Linked DNA regions of Sus scrofa: all the other regions are linked to region 2. The links are chromatin contacts, called in public HiChIP or PLAC-seq and promoter capture Hi-C maps. All regions are on one chromosome and are shown on one strand. Each heading gives the region's core, a stretch centred on a gene start, on an enhancer-like site or on the middle of the called end of the contact. The rest is flanking DNA. Distances are from core to core; before and after follow the strand shown. Region 1 holds the start of TRAP1 (TNF receptor associated protein 1). Region 2 holds the start of TFAP4 (transcription factor AP-4). Region 3 holds the start of C3H16orf71. Region 4 holds the start of GLYR1 (putative oxidoreductase GLYR1). Region 5 holds the start of UBALD1 (UBA-like domain-containing protein 1).

Region 1 (3,092 bases), core at 131-2,630, 490 kb after region 2:
CCCCGCAGAGCCTGGGTTTCACTTGCCTTGGTGGAGCCCGTCCCTGCTTAACTGAAGCCACCGTCTGTCTCTCTCCTCCCTTTACCAAATACCACCTCCCTGTCCTGAAATCAAAGGGCTCCCCAAGCTAGATCTATTGCCCTGTAAACCAATATATCATGTCCTACAAATGAGATGATTTCCTGAGTGAAGCGGTCAACCAACGAAATGTGAGGCTGAGACCCCTCAACTCAGTGACATCCTAGGAACACTCTGCCTGGCACTAGCTCAGCGAGTCTGGAGTGAGGGAGGAAGAAAACTGGGGGTCAGGTTATGCAGGGCTTGGAGGTTATGCAAAGCAGAAGGGGTTTGGAAGTGACTATGCAGGGAAACCATTGGAGGACCCTGATTGAGGAGTCTATGTATGATCAGCTGCTGTGTGGAGCATGGGGGCCAGACAGGAGGCTGCTGGGGTCTTCCAGGTGAGAGAACTCCTGCCCTTCCATTCCCATCTTCCCACTTCGTGTATGTTCCCCTTCTCAGTTGCTTGAGCCTGTAACTTGCGGATCAGCCTTGACAACTTCCACCTGAAAGTGTTCCCCGACATCCCCTCCCTGCGGCCCCAGATACGTCCAGACCCCACCGGGGAACACTCTCCCGGCTTCTGTTCTTTGCAGACCTTGTCAAAAATCTCAACCCGTTTTTCTGCAATTATTTGATCGTGGCAGCGAGTCTTCAGTCTCATAATCTTCTGGGGAGCCGCCTGAGCCCTACTTTGGTGCTGGAGAATATGCATTTTACGTGGTCTGCAACTCTATGAGAAAGGAAGCTGATGGTTGGAGTCCCCAACCAGAGTCTTACCTCCAGGAAGGCGAGAGAATTGTAATGAATGAATAAGCCCAGTTTTGCTGGTGGGCGTTGGCGCCAGAGTTTTGGGAGAGACAAGTCAAGCCTGAAACTCTCCCTTTTACTCTTTGTAGCTATTTGGCCTGCCCTGGTTTGGTTGGAAGAGACTGACTTTCAGCAGTCCGGACCGGTGGCCCGTGACTTATAAAGACCCCAGGGATGTGAGCTGCTTCTGCCCCATCGCCGTCTTTTCAAACTCTCTACCGTGGAGGCGAACGTCTGCCCCATTTCTGGGATGGACAAACCGAGACTTATGGGCAGACGAGGGCCGCCCGGCGGCCCCGGGCGCACAGTCGTCGCCCTTGATAACGCGACACAAGGTCACGGAGGTCCCGCCCCCAGGCCCGACTGTCCCGGCGGCGCAGGCCGACCGCTCCCGCTCCAGGCGAGCCCCGCCCACCCGCCGGCGCAGGCCGCAGACCGGGCAGCCGGGCGCGCGCCGTGACGTCGGCGCGCCGCGCCGGAGCAGGCCCTGCCCTGACCCCGCCCCCCTCTCTGGAAGGCCGACATGGCGCGCGAGCTGCGGACGCTGTTGCTGTGGGGCCACCGCCTGCGGGCGCCGGCGCTGGCTGCCGCCCGGGGAGGTGAGAGCGGCTGTGCAGGGCTGGTGGAGAGCGAGCGGGGACGGGGACGCGCAGAGCTCCCGGGGGCCCGAACCCCTTTTCTCCGTGGGAGGCGCGGTGACGGAACCTCCTCGCGCAGCGGCGGATATTCTGCGGTGTACGCGCTCTAGCGTGGTGAGCGGCTAACGCTGAGCGCCCTGGGGTCACCTGGCTGGGTCCAGCGCCGGGCTGCAGGGGTTCCCCGGAGGTCACGGGGTTGAACCCGGGCCCGCGTGACTGCAGCAGCGGGTTCTTCCCAACGGGCTCCTCGGGCCGGATTGAGGCGGAGGGACCGCGGTCTCCTCGCTCGCGGAGCCGAAGGCGCTTTCAGGGGATTGTGTGCGCTGGGAACGGGCTTCCCCAGGGTGATTACTTAAGTACCTTAGTTGCGCTCTTATTCCTCCCCTCCGCCCAAGTTGATTTATGCACGAGTAACGCATAAGCCCCCTTGGTCAGTCCTTCATTCGACACAAATCGGAATGCCCAGTGGGCCCAGCGCGGCACGCGGCCGCGAAACCCACAGAACCGGCACCTTGGCCTTCGTGCAGCCCGTGGACTTGGGGTTGTTGACCGCCGTATCCCCAGGGCCTGGAATTGGTAGGTGCTCAAGTAAATGTTGAAAAGAAAGAACGACCGCTGTCTGTCCTCACTCCCCGCTCGGAAGTAACCACCGGTGAGAACGTCTTGGCGTTCCTTCCAGGCTTTCCACACGCAGTTGCTGATGTACGGAAATAGATACGTCGAACAGTTTTTGCGTAAAAAGGCCTAAACCATATATACCCTGTGCTGCGGGTTTGTTTTGTTTTGTTTTGTTTTTTAAAGCTCCAGATTGGCTTAGACATCTTTTCGTGTCAGCATGCACCGGTCTATGCCTTTACAGTGATATTACAGAATTAGAATTTTAGAATTGATGGTGTGGAGCTAGTGTGTGCTTGAAATGGTGGTTGATTTTGCTAAACTGCTGTTCAAGAAGTCAGGCTTTATCAATTTATAGTCTCATTGGCAGGGAATGAGACTACCTATGTCAAGGCATCTTTTCCAACACTGGATGTTAAATCTTTTCCAAACTGATGGTTTATAAACTACCTTGTTTAACTTACATTTGCATGGATACTAGTAATGTTTTCATTTGTTTAATGGCTGATATTCTTTGAATTTCCTCTTCATATCTTTCACATTTTTCTCTGTTATCTGAGTTTTAAATTTTGGCGTGGTCTTTTTAAACAATGATTCTTTAAAAATAACATGCAGAGTTCCAGCTGCGGCTCAGTGGGTTGAGGGTCCGGTTTTGCTGCAGCTGTGGCATAGATCATAGCTCCGGCTGGGATTCCATCCCTGGCCTGGGAACTTCCATGTGCCACGGGGGGTGGGGGGGGAGCCAAAAAAAGAAATTTTTTTTTTTTTCAGTAAAATAAAAGGACATGCATTAACAAATGTTTGTAGATTATTGTTACTTGTATCTAACATCTTCCTTCCTTTTTGGATTTGTTTTCTGTTTTTACCAGAGTACACTCTTGTGTTAGTTCTGCAGAAGTCAGTGTGTTGAAAATTTTCTAAGCCCCATATGTCTAAAAATTTTTTTGTTTTGCCCTCATACTTGTAAAG
Region 2 (3,141 bases), core at 240-2,739:
TGCACCCAGTCGAAGCCGATGACCTGGTGTTGAAAAGCAGAGGGACGTTTCCTTGGGGGGCCCAGGACAGGGTGAGCTGGTGGAGGGGAGGGAAGGGCAGGAGCCCTCCCTGTGGGCTTCAGCCTCAGGCCTGGAAACCTGGGGGTGTGGGAACAAAGTCGGGGGGAAAGGAGACATGTCACAGGGGGACTCCCTTCCCCTTTCGAAGGACTTGCTTGTGAGCAAAGTGAACCAGACTCAGTTATTACAAGGAAGTGGGCATCTGTTGGGGGGGTCAGGGTATGTGGGCAACCAGACAAGCCTGGTGCCTTGGGATCTGCAGGGCTGTGGGGCTGTGGGGAGGTGTGCCATCAGCCTTCTACCCCAATACCTGCCTTGGGTTCCCCAATCCTGTTCAGGCTCAGCTTGCACAAAAACATGGCGTGTGTCGGGCGCCCCCTAGTGGTTGGGGATCCCAGCCTTGGTGGCCAGAGGTCTCCTTGAGACTAGGGTAGGAAAAGGGACCAGGGCATTGCCAGATAATGAGGTTTGCTCCAAACCCATCAGAGGCGTCTGACCCCCATTCTGCCTTTCTAGGAGCATTCAGGATACTCTCCTGGGCAGAGGCTTTTTGGTTCTCTGGAGTCTCCTCTCTGCTCCAACAGCTGGGATACACACCACCCCTACCCCCACCCCCACTGCCCCCAAGCAGGCTGGGACCTCAAAGACCAACCAGGGCTGAAAAGGCCATCAGGTTCGTCCATCCCCCGCTCCTGGCATATTTGCGTAGAGGAAAAGTCCTCAAATTAAGTTTGAGGCCCTAGACTTCTTTTCAGGCCCCATCTCCAATTCTCTGTACGTCCTTGGGGAAGTTCATTAGCTTTCTCTCACCTCCTTCAGGTTCCCCCATCTGTGGGAGCAGAATTCTCCTATGACCCCCCCCCAGTGACCTTTGCCCTCGTGGACTCCCTCTCATTGATAGTGGGCAGAATCTGGATACCTGACTAGTATCCACGAGGACATGGGTTCAATCCCTGGCCTCGCTCAGTGGGTTAAGGATCCGGCATTGCTGTGGCTGTGGTGTAGGTCGGCAGCTACAGCTCCAACTGGCCCCCTAGCCTGGGAACCTCCATATGCCACGGGTGTGGCCCTAAAAAAAAAGAAAAGACGAAAGAGGGTGGGTGGCATCTGAATAAATATGTCGTTCCTGTGATGATGTTCTTACTTGGTGCAGCTGCCCTTTCGAGAGGTTGTCCAGGCGGCCCTGATCTACTCACACAGGCCCCGGAAAGGCAGAGCTTTCTGCTGCTGCTGCGGAAAAGGCGGGAAGAGATTCAGAGCGAGAGGGGGAGGCCATGTGTGGGACACTCAGATGGAGGTGCCCTAGGACAAGGACCTGAGGATGGCCTTTCGGAGCTGAGAACGGACCCCAGCCAACAGCCAGCAAGACAACGGGCCCTCAGTCCTGCTGCCGCAAGGAACTGAATCCTGCTGAGACCCGGGGAGGTTGGGAGAGGCTGGAAGCCCCTAATGAGACTGTATTGATCTCACCCTGTGGGACTGTGCGCCCCGAGCCCAGGCACACCACGCCTGGCCTTCTGAGGCCTGAACTGCGCATGAGATGGATACATGGTGCGGTTTCAAGCCAGTAAGTTTGTGGACATTTGTTTTGCAGCAACGGGAAATGACCATCAACACTGCCTATCCAGGAGTTCCCATCATGGCGCAGCGGTAAGAAATCCGACTAGTATCTATGAGGCTGCGGGTTCAATCCCTGGCCTCGCTCAGTGGGTTAAGGATCCAGCGTTTCTGTGAGCTGTGGTGTTTAGGTCGCAGATGTGGCTCGGATCCCGCATTGCTGTGGCTGTGGTGTAGGCTGGCAGCTGCAGCTCTGATTCGACCCCTAACGTGGGAACCTCCATATGCAGGTGCAGCCCTAAAAACACAACCCCCCCGCCCAAAGCAAAGAAAACATTGTCTATCTAAAGAGAACAGTATGCTAGACACACATGTAGGAGAAAAGTTTAAAAACAAGAAAAACCCATCCCTCCTCCCCAACCCACAGCGGCCTCCACCAGACTGTAGTTTAAATCCATGTTCTTAGGTTTCCTGCCTCTCACCTGAGTTTCCAACGAGCCTTGAATGAGGCCATGTGTATGTCTGAGAAGGGCTGTCCTGATGGCGTTTTCAGAGCAGCCACATCCCACTTTGGCTGCAGAGAGGAGCTCTGTAACCCTCTGTCGGTGGTCCTGTGATTTCTGGACATCTTTAGGGTCAGAAAAGCCATTTTTAAATTTATTTATTTTTTTGTTTTTTTAGGCTCGCATCCTTGGCATATGGACATTCCCAGAGTAGGGGTTGAATCAGAGCTGCAGCTGCCGGCCTACACCACAGCCACAGCAATGTGGGATCTAAGCTTCTTCTGTGACCTACATCACAGCTCCCGGCCACACTGAATCCTTAACCCAGTGAGCAAGGCCAGGGACTGAACCCTCATCCTCATGGATGCTAGTCAGGTTGGTTACCACTGAGCCACAACGGGAACTCCCCAAATGTGCCATTTTCCAGTGTACAATTCAATCGTGTTAATTACATTCCCAATGTTGTGCAACCATCACCACTATTTCCAAACATTTCCATCAACTTAAACAGGAACTCCATATCCATTGAGCAATAACCTGCCACATTTGCCCTCCCGCCAGCCTCTGGTAGACTCTCTACTCTACTTTCTGCCTCGATGTACTTGCCTGTTCTAGACGTTTCATGTAAGTGGAATCAGACAACATGTGACTTTTTGTATCTGGCTTCTCTCACCTAGCATCGCGTTTTCAAGGTTCACGCATGCTATAGGACACCTTACAACTTAAGGAGTTGCCAGCGCTTCAGAGACACTGCCGATCCTGTGGTGTCACGGCAGAAGCTCCAGTTTTCACCTTCTGGCTATTGAGAATAACGTTGCTGTGAGTAATAGCATACAATTATTTGTCTCCGTCTCTATTTTCACTCTTCTGGATATGTAACTAGGAGTGGAAGTGAGGGGGCATATGGTAACCTCTGCCAGGTTTTGCGTGGGCCAGTGAACTAAGAATGGCATGGTAGGGAGTTCCTGAAGTGGCTCAGCGGTAACGAATCCGACTAGTATCCATGACGACTCGAGTTCGA
Region 3 (3,378 bases), core at 83-2,582, 380 kb before region 2:
CTCAGGATCAAGGGGGCTTTGAGATGTGGCTTGATGGTTCTTCAGAGCCAGCGTCTGGAGAGTACTTGCAGCCTGAGAGGCCTCTGTAACTATGCAGTGGGAAAAGAACACTCCTGCCCCAGCAATGGCCCCCAACAGGGAAGAAGCAGGAGAGGTGAGTGGGGGTGTCTTGCTCTTTCTGCGTTCACAGGAGCGGGGGCAGGAGCTTGGTGCACTCTGACCTGGGAAGAGCAGAGTGAGGATGCATCTGGTAGATAGATCACGGGGTGTTCTCTGGCTGGGGGAGCAGATCAGAGGGCAACAAAATCACCTGGGTGAGAGGGACTACCAGAGGTGACTACTACTGCTGTTCCCCAGGAGGATAAAGCACTAGGGGAGGAAAAGGCATTGCAGCCTGCGGGAAGAGCAGGTAAGAGCTCAGAGGAGTGAAAATTGCCAACAAGTTGGGGGAGGAAGGTTTCAGTTACTGGAAAATGACGTGCAAACGGACCAGATCGGAAGGGTCCTGAACGCCAGGGGGAGGAGCTCCGCTCACCCAGCTGGTAAGGATTACGTCAAAACACTACGCGAAATAGCAGATCCAGTCCGGGGGAATCCTGACTGCCTCTGCGTCCGTTTCTTGGCGGCGGCCCGTTAGCCCCGCCCCAAACCCCACCCCTTCCCACTGCCTGGGGCTAGTTGTTATGACAACTAGACGCCAACGTCCTCCTAGGTCGGGTTTTTAAATTTTATTTTTTTTTATTTTTTTAATTTTTTTGGTCTTTGTGCTATTTCGTGGGCCACTCTCGCGGCATATGGAGGTTCCCAGGCTAGGGGTCGAATCGGAGCTATAGCTGCCAGCCTACGCCAGAGCCACAGCAACGCAGGATCCGAGCCGTGTCTGCGACCTACACCACAGCTCACGGCAACGCCAGATCGTTAACCCACTGAGCAAGGGCAGGGATCGAACCCGCAACCTCATGGTTCCTAGTCGGATTCGTTAACCACTGCGCCACGACGGGAACTCCGAGTTTTTAAATTTTAAAGCTCGGAAACCTGAAAACCTTTCTCGCGTCCTCCCACCGACTCCCAGCCCCTCTTTCTCGCCCGCTCCGTCCAACTCTCAACATTTATCTCTGCAGCTGCGGTAGGCCCGAGGCCACTCACCACCGACCTAAGCCTCAGCCTCCCCTCCCAGCGCAGTCGCAACAGGGCTATAAACAGCCTCGATCGCAGCCCTCCTGTCTTATTCTCCCCCTCGGATCGCAGGGCAATTACAGGGGCTTTCGCCGCCTTCGTATCTCCGCTCAGCAGTCTTACGTTACTGGACTGCCAACCGTTTCCCAACCTCCCCCGCTCCTCCTCCGGGACTTGGCGCGTCCTGCCTATCCTGAAACAAGATTGGTTCTCCTGGCCAGTGGGGGGGCGGGGCAAGGCTACTCCCCCCTGATCATTGGCTGCCCCTGGCGTCACACAATGAGCTGGGCGAGCTGACCGGAAGGTCCGGGAGCGGGAATGACGAACTCCACAGCCCCTGGAACTCCCCCGCAGACCCGCGAGCGTCCCGGCGTGCTCCGCGCCTCCCGCAACCACTTCCGGGGCGGGAGCAGGGCGGCGGGATTTGGAGGCTGTGGCGGCGGCCCGCGTGGAGGGTTCCTCCGGCGGGCGCAGCTGGGGAAGCGCCGCGGCGAGCGGACGCGGGTTGGCGGCAGCCCCAGGACGGCCCAGGGCCCGAGGCCCAGAGCAGGTAGGTTCCGCGGCGGCCCTGCCCTGCCTGGTGCCCGCACCTGCTGCCCACCCGCGGGGCGTCCCAGCGGTGTGGCTGGCTCGCTGCAGGAGTTTCAGACTCTGAGCTTCCGCTTTGCAGCTGGAGAACGGGGAGGATAAAGCCAAGTGCCGAGTAGGGTTTCTGGGAGGAGGCGCCAAGGGATGTCAGTGCTGTAGATGCTCCGGTTATTCCCTAGGTTCCTTCCCCAGGGTCTGAGAACGAGATTGGATACCCGGCCCCGCGGAGGACCTATGCCCCGGGGCGGGACCGGGTGCCCTCGGGCTTTTCCAGAACTCCTCCCTGCGAGCGTGACAGTTATCACCAGCGTCATTTTGTTGTTGATTTTTTTTGCTTATTTCAGAAGTAACGGATATTGGAGTTCCCGCTGTGGCGCAGTGCGTTGAAGGATCCCGCGTTGCCACAGCTGCGTCTGGGATTCAGTCACTGGGCCGGGAACGTCCATATGCCGCAGGTGCGGCCGTAAAATTAAAAACAAACAAACAAACATAATTTAGCATTTTGCAGGATGGATAGGACACAAAGGTAGAACGAGAATTAAAATGTAGTATTTACAGTGCTACTTCCTTCAAATTAGTTTTGGAAGCGATGTGTAGATTTTCTTCAAGTATACCGTGGTACATGCTTGAATATAATTTTGTTCATAACCAATACCCCATCATTGTAGAGCAGCTGGCGTGTGGCAGGGTGAGAAAGGAAGTAGTAGTAGCTTTATGCTCTCTTAGCCTCCCAGTTCTCCCTCCTCGGGCTCCTTGAGTGGGGGTCTGGTTCTCATTGCCTCTTAGCGATGGGAAAGGTGTCAGACAGGTGAGTCTCCAATAAAACCTGGGTCTCACCCTGGAAGGCGTATGCAGAGTAGAAGAGACACACCCAAAGAAGGTTTGAGGGATCCAGTGAAAGGAGAACTGAACTGATGCTCAGCTTTGGATCCTTATCCAGGCTCTGTGGCCAGGACTGTTCAGGTTGGGGGTTCCCACCTGCAGAGCGAGAGAGCTGGTTGCTCTCTCGCCCACCGGTGTGGTGTGGAGGATCCAGGAAGCAGGCTTTGCTCTGAACTTGATTACACATACTCTGGCCAAGGGCTGCCGGACTGTTCCCCTAGCTGGTGGCTTGTTTGTTATTTGGCCATCTTGGCTGTCCCCTCGTGCTTGGAAGCATTCTTTAGTAGTGACAGAGGTGCTCATGGCGCCTGTGCACCTGTACTTTCGGGTCCCCTGAACTGGAAGGGGTTTTCTTTTTTTTCCTTCTCTTCCTTTTCCACACTTTTGTCCTTGTTCTTCCCTCCACCCAGAAGAGAAAAGGAGACAGATGTCTCTCCGGGGATAAGAGTTCTACTAGGAAGCTGATGACGTGGGTTTGATGAGTTAGGATTCCTCGAAGTCTTCATCCTGGTGTCCCATCTCGGGGAAGGTGTCACCCCACACATTTACTAGTCTAGCCCGTCCCCGTCATCTCTCCCAGTTTCAAGGGAATGCTGGTGGATTCCTAGTCAGTTGGCCTTTCCTATACACCAGTCCCATCCTGGTTTCTGTCCTGGGGCTTTTTTTTTTTTTTTTTCAAAATTTGTTTTAAAAATTTATGCACCGTAAATTCACTCATTTTGGTGTTGAGGT
Region 4 (3,100 bases), core at 308-2,807, 490 kb before region 2:
CATTGGCTAGAACTGCCAGAATGTTAGACAATATATTCTTTGCCATGTTCCTGACTGTAATGGGAATGTCTCTAGGTCCAATGTGATGTTGATTTAAGATCTGTGTATTTTATGAAGTCATTAACGTACCCTTCGATTCCTCAAAAATTAAGTTAGGAAGGTGTGTTGAATTTTAGTGTTCCCTCTTGGAAACTTAAATACGCTTTAAATCATAGATTTGTATTTAAAACAACACAAAATAGTTACCAGTAAATGACACTTCCTGAAACTAGCTGATGGTACTTCAGCGAAACTGAATTCCAAAGAGAAACCAGGCTTCGGACAAGTCAGTTCGCTAAAAACTTCCCGTTTACACCCAGTCTCTGTATAACACGACACCTATGAGAGATGCCCGTGGACCTGCCACTCTTTCATGCAGGCGGTGACTCAAGAAAAGTCCCGGGTAAGTTAACACTTGACTTAGACTCCCTGGGTTCTCAAACTGAGATTGGAACCTTTTTAAAATGTTTTACATTCTATCTGCGATGGTGATATTTAGGCAGACGCTGTGCTAAACTGCTTGTTATTCAAGATTCCCCATTCAATGGTTTAGTTTGAACATACTGAAACTACGCTTAGCGTCTGCCTTCCTGTTGTCAAAACAGCCTGTTTCCAACTTCCCTAAAAGTGTCAAACCACAACAAAGCTTACGTGAGAGCCCAGTTCCCACAAAGACACGTACCTTTGTCCCCGGCGCGACGCAGGCTACGGCCCCGCGGGCCGCACTCGTTCCCCCGTGGCCGTCCTCATGCCGGCCCGGGAGCCCGGGCTGCCGCGCTGCTAGCGGCCGGCCACCGAGCCATGCCTCCCGGCGGTCGGCCGGCCCGCGCCACGGCCCATGGCCCGGTCCCCGCGCGCCCGGGGGGCCTCGCCGGCCGTGCCGACGCGCCGGCCCAGGAGGAAGCAGAGAGACGCCGGCTCCACGTCGGCCGGGCAACTTGGGACTTCGGGACGGGCAGCACTGCGCCCCAGGAGAACGTGCGACGCGGACGCAGGATCGGAGCCTCTCCCTGGACGCCGGCCGTTAGAAAGAGCGCTCCAAAGGACCTGTCCACCCTCCGAAGGACCTGTCCGCCCTCCGGGCGCGGCCGCGAAGAGCCCGTCGGGCGCGAGGCCCCGGGCGCGGGCGGAGGCTGGCTTCCAGGCCGCGCCGAAGTCCGTCAGGGCAGCTGCCGGCTCGGAGACGCGGGCGGCCCCGGGCCCGCGCAGGACTAACGGCCGTAACGGAAGCGCCGAGGGGGAGGGGCTGAAGGCCAGGGCCCTGGGGCGGAGCGGGCCGCAGGACCTGCTCCCTAGCTCGGGGACTCGCTCGCTCCGCCGGCCGCACCGTCGCCGCCGCCTCAGACCGCTGCGCTACGTTGTCACGAGCCGGAGGGAGGGGGAAGAAGCCGGGAGTCTCCGGGCTCCGGCGCGCGGAGACCGCGGCGCCCGGGTCACGTGCCGCTAGGCCGGCCTATGAGCCTGGGCGGGCGCGGTGACGTCAGAGCAGCGGCGTGTCCGGTTACGGTCAGCCCCCGTCACGTGACCGGGCTCACTCCAATGGGCGGCACCGGGACGACCTGATGTTCCCGGCTGCCCGTGCGCCGGCGGTGGTTGGGTGGTAAGATGGCGACTGTGAGTCTGCGGCTCGGCGATTTGGTGTGGTGAGTCCAGGCGGCCCGGGCCGAGTGATGTGCGCTGGGGAGTTGCCTCCCTGTGCGTGGGGTTCGCAGCCCGCCCCGGGGCTGCCTTTCTCTTCGCTTCAGGTGGCGGAGAGTGGGCGAGGCGGGGTGCGGGCGCTGGGAGCGACGCCGGGCGGAAGGGGCAGCCTGGCCCGGGGGGACTGAGGCCGAGGGTGGCCGCGGCGGACCCGGCTTTGAGCTGTGGAGAGGGCTGCGCACAGGACCCGGACTCCAGCGGCCACCGTTTGGGGAGTGCCCAGCGCCGCGCGGCTCCCGCGGACGCCCGGTCCTCGCCTCGGGGTCTGGTTGGGGCTCCCGGGAAAGCGGGAGAGCCGGGGAGCCTGCGGAGCCATCGCGTCCCAGCCTGCCCGTCGAAACCCGCCTTGCGATGGCACCGACCGGTGCGGGCGGCTCAGCCGGGAGTGTCGAAACCGGGCTGCTGGCACTGTCCTGTGAAGAAACGGAGTGGGGACTTCTCCTTTACAACTGGAGGTTTGGCAGGGACCAGTTTCTCCTTGGGTGCTTCCCCTGGTCTGCTTCTGTGTCCCAGACAACCGCCCGAACCAAGACTTACTGTCGCCGCCTCCCTCCAGCTGAGCTGCGTAGCTCATTTCTCAGTCTAGAGGAAGGATTTCCATTAGCATTTGTCAAAGCCGGGTTGGGGGATGAAACCAGACTTTGTAAGGGGAAGTCTGTGTTTACACAGCAGACCGTCCCGCCACCCTCGTCACGTCCCGGGGAGGTTCTGGACAAACGACTCTTGGTAGTTTTGTTTTTCTGTATCCCTTGTCACCGGAAGAATGCACACAAGTTTACAGTTTTGCATTGCATTTCTGAGGGGTTTGGGCCTCTTGGGCCCAGCTGTGGATGCCACAATAAGAACTTCTGGTTCCCAGCTTTTTCTATTCTGGCACTTGAGCGTCGAAGGGGAGATTTAGGAAAATAAATTGCATGTTGAGTGGGTTGAAGGAGACGGACTGGCCTTTCCAGGGCAAATGCTGACTCTTTGTGTTTTCTCTAGGGGGAAACTCGGCCGGTATCCTCCTTGGCCGGGAAAGGTGAGTGACTGGCGGACATCTGAAGTTGAGTTTGAGGAGGTGGAGAGTATAAGATGCAGTCCCTTGAATTCCTAACATTGAGTTTAACTGGGCCTATTTAAATAACATTGGAGAATTTTTTTTTCCTCCACTGTCAGTTTTTTTAGAAAAGGCAGTGTAATTTAAACCACGTCATTAAATCTACAGTATGTTATTGTTTCTTGAATCAGAGGTGGTTTGTGGAAAAGTCTTTTCATCCTGAAAATCCTTTCTAACTTGAATTTAGCTTTGCACATAAATCTAATAAATGGAGAAGAAAACAAATTTTCCAGTAAGAAAAATCTAAATGTAGGCTAGTGAAAA
Region 5 (3,451 bases), core at 480-2,979, 290 kb before region 2:
AAATGGTGCTCCGAGCACCAAGCCCATGCCAAGCACCTCACTGGCATTAATCTGCCAGAGCAGTCCTGGGAGAGCTCTGAGCTCTTACCTTGGGTTTCACAAATGAGGAAACTGAAGCTTAGAGCCGGAGGACCATGTCCTAACATCAGAATCATTAAGTGGCAGAGTCGAGACTGACACTTAGGTCTGTCTGGCTCCAGAGCCTGCTCACCTTCCACCATGCCTTACTGTCCCAGTGGTAAGGATGTAGCAGTAACTACATTTAGAGCCGCCTACCCCCGTGCTGTGCCAAGTGCTTTGGCTGCATTAAGTCATGTATGATGTTTTGTAAAGGTGAAAGGCCATTCTTTTTTTTTTTTTTTTTGTCTTTTGTCTTTTTAGGGCTGCACCTGTGGCATATGGCGGTTCCCAGGCTAGGGGTCCAATCAGAGCTGCAGCTGTCGGCCTACACCACAGCTCACAGCAACACCAGATCCTTAATCCACTGAACAAAGAGGTGGGCTCCAGCCCCCCCTCACACCCCCCCATACCAGTGCCCAAGCCCCCATAACTTGGGATATTTCAGGTCTAGTCCACTAGTCCCCCACAATGGCCCTCCCACCAGCCAAAGATAACCCTCCCTGGAAGAGTTCAGGGACCCACGAAGCGCTCTTCAGAGAGCACTGCAAGTCCTCCTTCCATGCACCTGCCCCCGGGTGGGACAGTGCTTTTGTTCAATCCAATTCTGCAACAAGGCCCTGAGCAGAGACGGACTGCCCTGGAACCAGACACACCCAGGACATCACCTGAACTGGAATGGACCTCCCCCCCACATCTGGTCTCCACAATGTTCAGACACAGTGACCCTAATGCGGACACTGGATCAGATCTATTGAAGGCCCTCTATGGCTGGCCTTTAACCCACCACCTCCAGGGCCTGTGCCGGTTTCCTTCCTGAGGGCACCGCCCAAGCTTTCTACATCTGCCCTTGGAATTTTTTTTTTTTTTTTTTTTTTTGGCCAAGCCCACAGCGAGTGGAAGTTCCTGGACTAGGGGGATCCCCTGCCACAGCAGTAATACGAGCCACAGTGGTGATAACGCCAGCTCCTTAACCCGCTGCACCACAAGAGAACACCTGTCCCTGGGAATTTTGACGCATGCCCCCACCCCTGCCCCCAGCCCACCCTTTTTTAGAGTTTGTTCTCTGTACCTGGGACCAGGCACAGAGTAAGGACCCAATAAATAGCTTCTCGTCTAATGAAACTGGGGCCAGGGAGCGAGAGGAATCTGGATAAGGTCATTCTGGGCGGAGGTGACTGAGCCTTCCACCCCTCCCGCCAGTTCCGAATCCGCCAGGCACCCCGCACACCAGATCTGAGACGTCAACCGGAAGACGAGCGTGCGGAGCTGTAAACACAGCCCGCAACACCCCACCCCCGAGCGCTCTTCAACCCCGCCCCCGCCATCCACGTGACGTGCCCCCGCCCGCCCCCGCCGCTGCCTCATTGGGCGGCCAGCTTTGTTTACCTTATATGGCCAGGTCCTAACACCGCGCGACCGCCCATTGGCTAAGGTGCGGCCTCACTCACTTGACGTCACTCAGGACTGAAGATGCAAATAAACCGAGGCATTCTGGGAATTGGAGTTCAGGGCCATCCCGGAACTGGCTCCGCGCGGTCCTGGCGCCCGCAGTCTGAAAGCCGAGATTTCCGGCAAAGCGCACGAGATTTTGCGTGGGAAAGTGGGAACCTTGAGCGGAGAGTACCCCTAGGCCGCCCTCCCTTCCTCAGCCGTACATCGAGCCTACTGTGAGCCTGGTTGAGCGCCAGGCCGGGGAGGGACCCGCGTCGCGAGTGGGCGAGGCGAGCTTGGACTCTGTGCTGGGGAGACTCGGAAGGCTTTCTGGAGGCTGTGACTTTAGGCAGAACTCTGAAGGGCAGATTCATTCAGTCACTGAACGGGTATTTATATAAGCGCCCACTGTGTGCCAGGCCTTCTGGGTCTTACGGCCCTAGTGCTGCCGATTTGTACCAAAATCCCAACTTCTCCCCCCACCCCACTGCCCAATAGTGCGCCCGCTCGACACAGAGGGCTGCCAACCACCCTGGGGGTCGGGATCCTCGGGTCCTAGCCAATATCCTGCGACCCGCGTTTGCGCCCATGCAGTCTGGAGTCCTCGCCTCCGGACCCCTCCTCAGTGTCGGGGATGGGGCGCGGGGCCCCCAGAGCTGCGTGCTCGTCCTGGTCCTGTACGCAAAAGGCGCCCAATGTTCAGACACACCCTCGGGCCGGCCCGGCCTGCAGCTCCCGTCCGGGCGAGGCGGAAGCGGCGCGGGACTACATCTCCCAGCATGCCCCCCGCGGCCCGGAGTGAGGCGAGGCTCGGTGAGTCAGAGCCGCACAGTAAATATTTGTATTAGCCGGAGCCGGCTCGCTAATGGTGGACGCGTGAGGCGGAGGAGCGCGCGGCGGCTGGAGGCCGGAGCGGGCAGGCGGCGGCGGCGGCGGCGCCATGTCCGTGAACATGGACGAGCTCAAGCACCAGGTCATGATCAACCAGTTCGTGCTGACGGCGGGCTGCGCAGCCGACCAGGCGAAGCAGCTGCTGCAGGCGGCCCACTGGCAGTTTGAGGTGCGCGGCCGGGCCGGGGCGCGGGTGTCCGTCCCCCGTGGCGGCGCGTGCTGCGGGGTGTGTGCGGGCCGGTGTGGACACGTGCGGCTGTGCCGGGGCCGGGCCCGCGCACTCGGCCCGGTGTTCCGGCGGTCGCGCGCCCCGGCGTCCGGGCCCCAGCGCGCACACGCGGCGTGTGGGTCAGGCCCGGCTGCGCGGCCGTGTCTACGCGGCCCCCGGAAACGCAGCCCGCTCCGGGTGGGCGGGAGGGGCAGCCTGGCTCCTAATCCCCGCCCCCCCATTCCCCGGCGGCCGGGTTACGGGGATCCCCCCGCCCCGCGTTTTGTTCTGGTAATGGCCAAGGCGAGGCGGCGCCGAGGCCCCGACGGACAGTTGGGCGGGCGGCAGGAAGAAGGACGCCCCAGCACTGGCCTGAGCCGGGCCCTCGCCGCCCCCACCTTGGATATGGGAGCCCCGAGCCCGCGGGCGCAGCTGCCCGCCGTGTGTGGGTCTGACGGTCTGTGTGTTGGATGGGCAGCCCGGTGCCGCGTGTCCACGTACATGTGCATTTGTATTTACGCACGCGCCACGCTACGTGTGGGCACGTGTAAACACGCAGTCCACCCGGGGCACGGGTGCGGGTGGGGGGGGAGGGTGTGTTCCGTGTACACACTGGTCGCCGTTTTGCAAACGGTGCTTACGCATGTGCACACGAGTGTACAGGTGGTGTGTCGGAGCGCACACTACAGCTACGGGACGGCATTTGTGTGCCCTGCTTCAGAGGCTTGTCCAGGTTCCCTTCTCTGTGCTGGCTAGTGACTCTACCATGGCATCGTGTACACGGTTCAGTAGTTTTCAGCC

What was found. Promoter capture Hi-C pulls out the DNA fragments that hold promoters and counts their contacts. HiChIP or PLAC-seq counts read pairs in DNA pulled down with a chosen protein or histone mark.
Region 1: a contact with region 2 is called in an H3K27ac HiChIP or PLAC-seq map of alveolar macrophages. The contact joins the promoter of TRAP1 here to the promoter of TFAP4 in region 2. A contact is called at or near these places in 1 of 5 promoter capture datasets (liver) and 2 of 2 datasets of contacts at active chromatin or transcription factors (alveolar macrophages and skeletal muscle).
Region 3: a promoter capture Hi-C map of liver shows a contact between it and region 2, with 5 times the contacts expected there. The contact joins the promoter of C3H16orf71 here to the promoter of TFAP4 in region 2. A contact is called at or near these places in 2 of 5 promoter capture datasets (fetal liver and liver), 1 of 47 Hi-C or Micro-C datasets (liver) and 2 of 2 datasets of contacts at active chromatin or transcription factors (alveolar macrophages and skeletal muscle).
Region 4: a contact with region 2 is called in an H3K27ac HiChIP or PLAC-seq map of alveolar macrophages. The contact joins the promoter of GLYR1 here to the promoter of TFAP4 in region 2. A contact is called at or near these places in 1 of 5 promoter capture datasets (fetal liver) and 1 of 2 datasets of contacts at active chromatin or transcription factors (alveolar macrophages).
Region 5: an H3K27ac HiChIP or PLAC-seq map of alveolar macrophages shows a contact between it and region 2. The contact joins the promoter of UBALD1 here to the promoter of TFAP4 in region 2. A contact is called at or near these places in 1 of 5 promoter capture datasets (liver), 5 of 47 Hi-C or Micro-C datasets (blood, heart right ventricle, liver and 1 more) and 2 of 2 datasets of contacts at active chromatin or transcription factors (alveolar macrophages and skeletal muscle).

The regions. Positions count from the first base shown.
Region 1 is chr3:38,535,330-38,538,421 of Sscrofa11.1, forward strand. It overlaps TRAP1 (TNF receptor associated protein 1), which reads left to right and starts at 1,381. Exons shown (of 18, transcript NM_001243945.1): 1 at 1,381-1,469. The coding sequence starts at 1,394. It overlaps LOC102160050 (a long non-coding RNA gene), which reads right to left and starts at 1,257. Exons shown (of 4, transcript XR_302227.2): 1 at 841-1,257.
Region 2 is chr3:38,042,246-38,045,386 of Sscrofa11.1, forward strand. TFAP4 (transcription factor AP-4) reads left to right here and starts at 1,490. Exons shown (of 8, transcript XM_021086701.1): 1 at 1,490-1,710; 2 at 2,798-2,939.
Region 3 is chr3:37,664,165-37,667,542 of Sscrofa11.1, forward strand. It overlaps C3H16orf71, which reads right to left and starts at 1,333. Exons shown (of 10, transcript XM_013995684.2): 1 at 1,258-1,333. ANKS3 (ankyrin repeat and SAM domain-containing protein 3) reads left to right here and starts at 18. Exons shown (of 17, transcript XM_021086672.1): 1 at 18-154. The coding sequence starts at 92.
Region 4 is chr3:37,553,800-37,556,899 of Sscrofa11.1, forward strand. It overlaps GLYR1 (putative oxidoreductase GLYR1), which reads left to right and starts at 1,558. Exons shown (of 16, transcript XM_013995678.2): 1 at 1,558-1,682; 2 at 2,722-2,758. The coding sequence starts at 1,645. It overlaps UBN1 (ubinuclein-1), which reads right to left and starts at 1,456. Exons shown (of 17, transcript XM_021086662.1): 1 at 722-1,456.
Region 5 is chr3:37,751,533-37,754,983 of Sscrofa11.1, forward strand. UBALD1 (UBA-like domain-containing protein 1) reads left to right here and starts at 1,730. Exons shown (of 3, transcript XM_021086690.1): 1 at 1,730-2,611. The coding sequence starts at 2,492.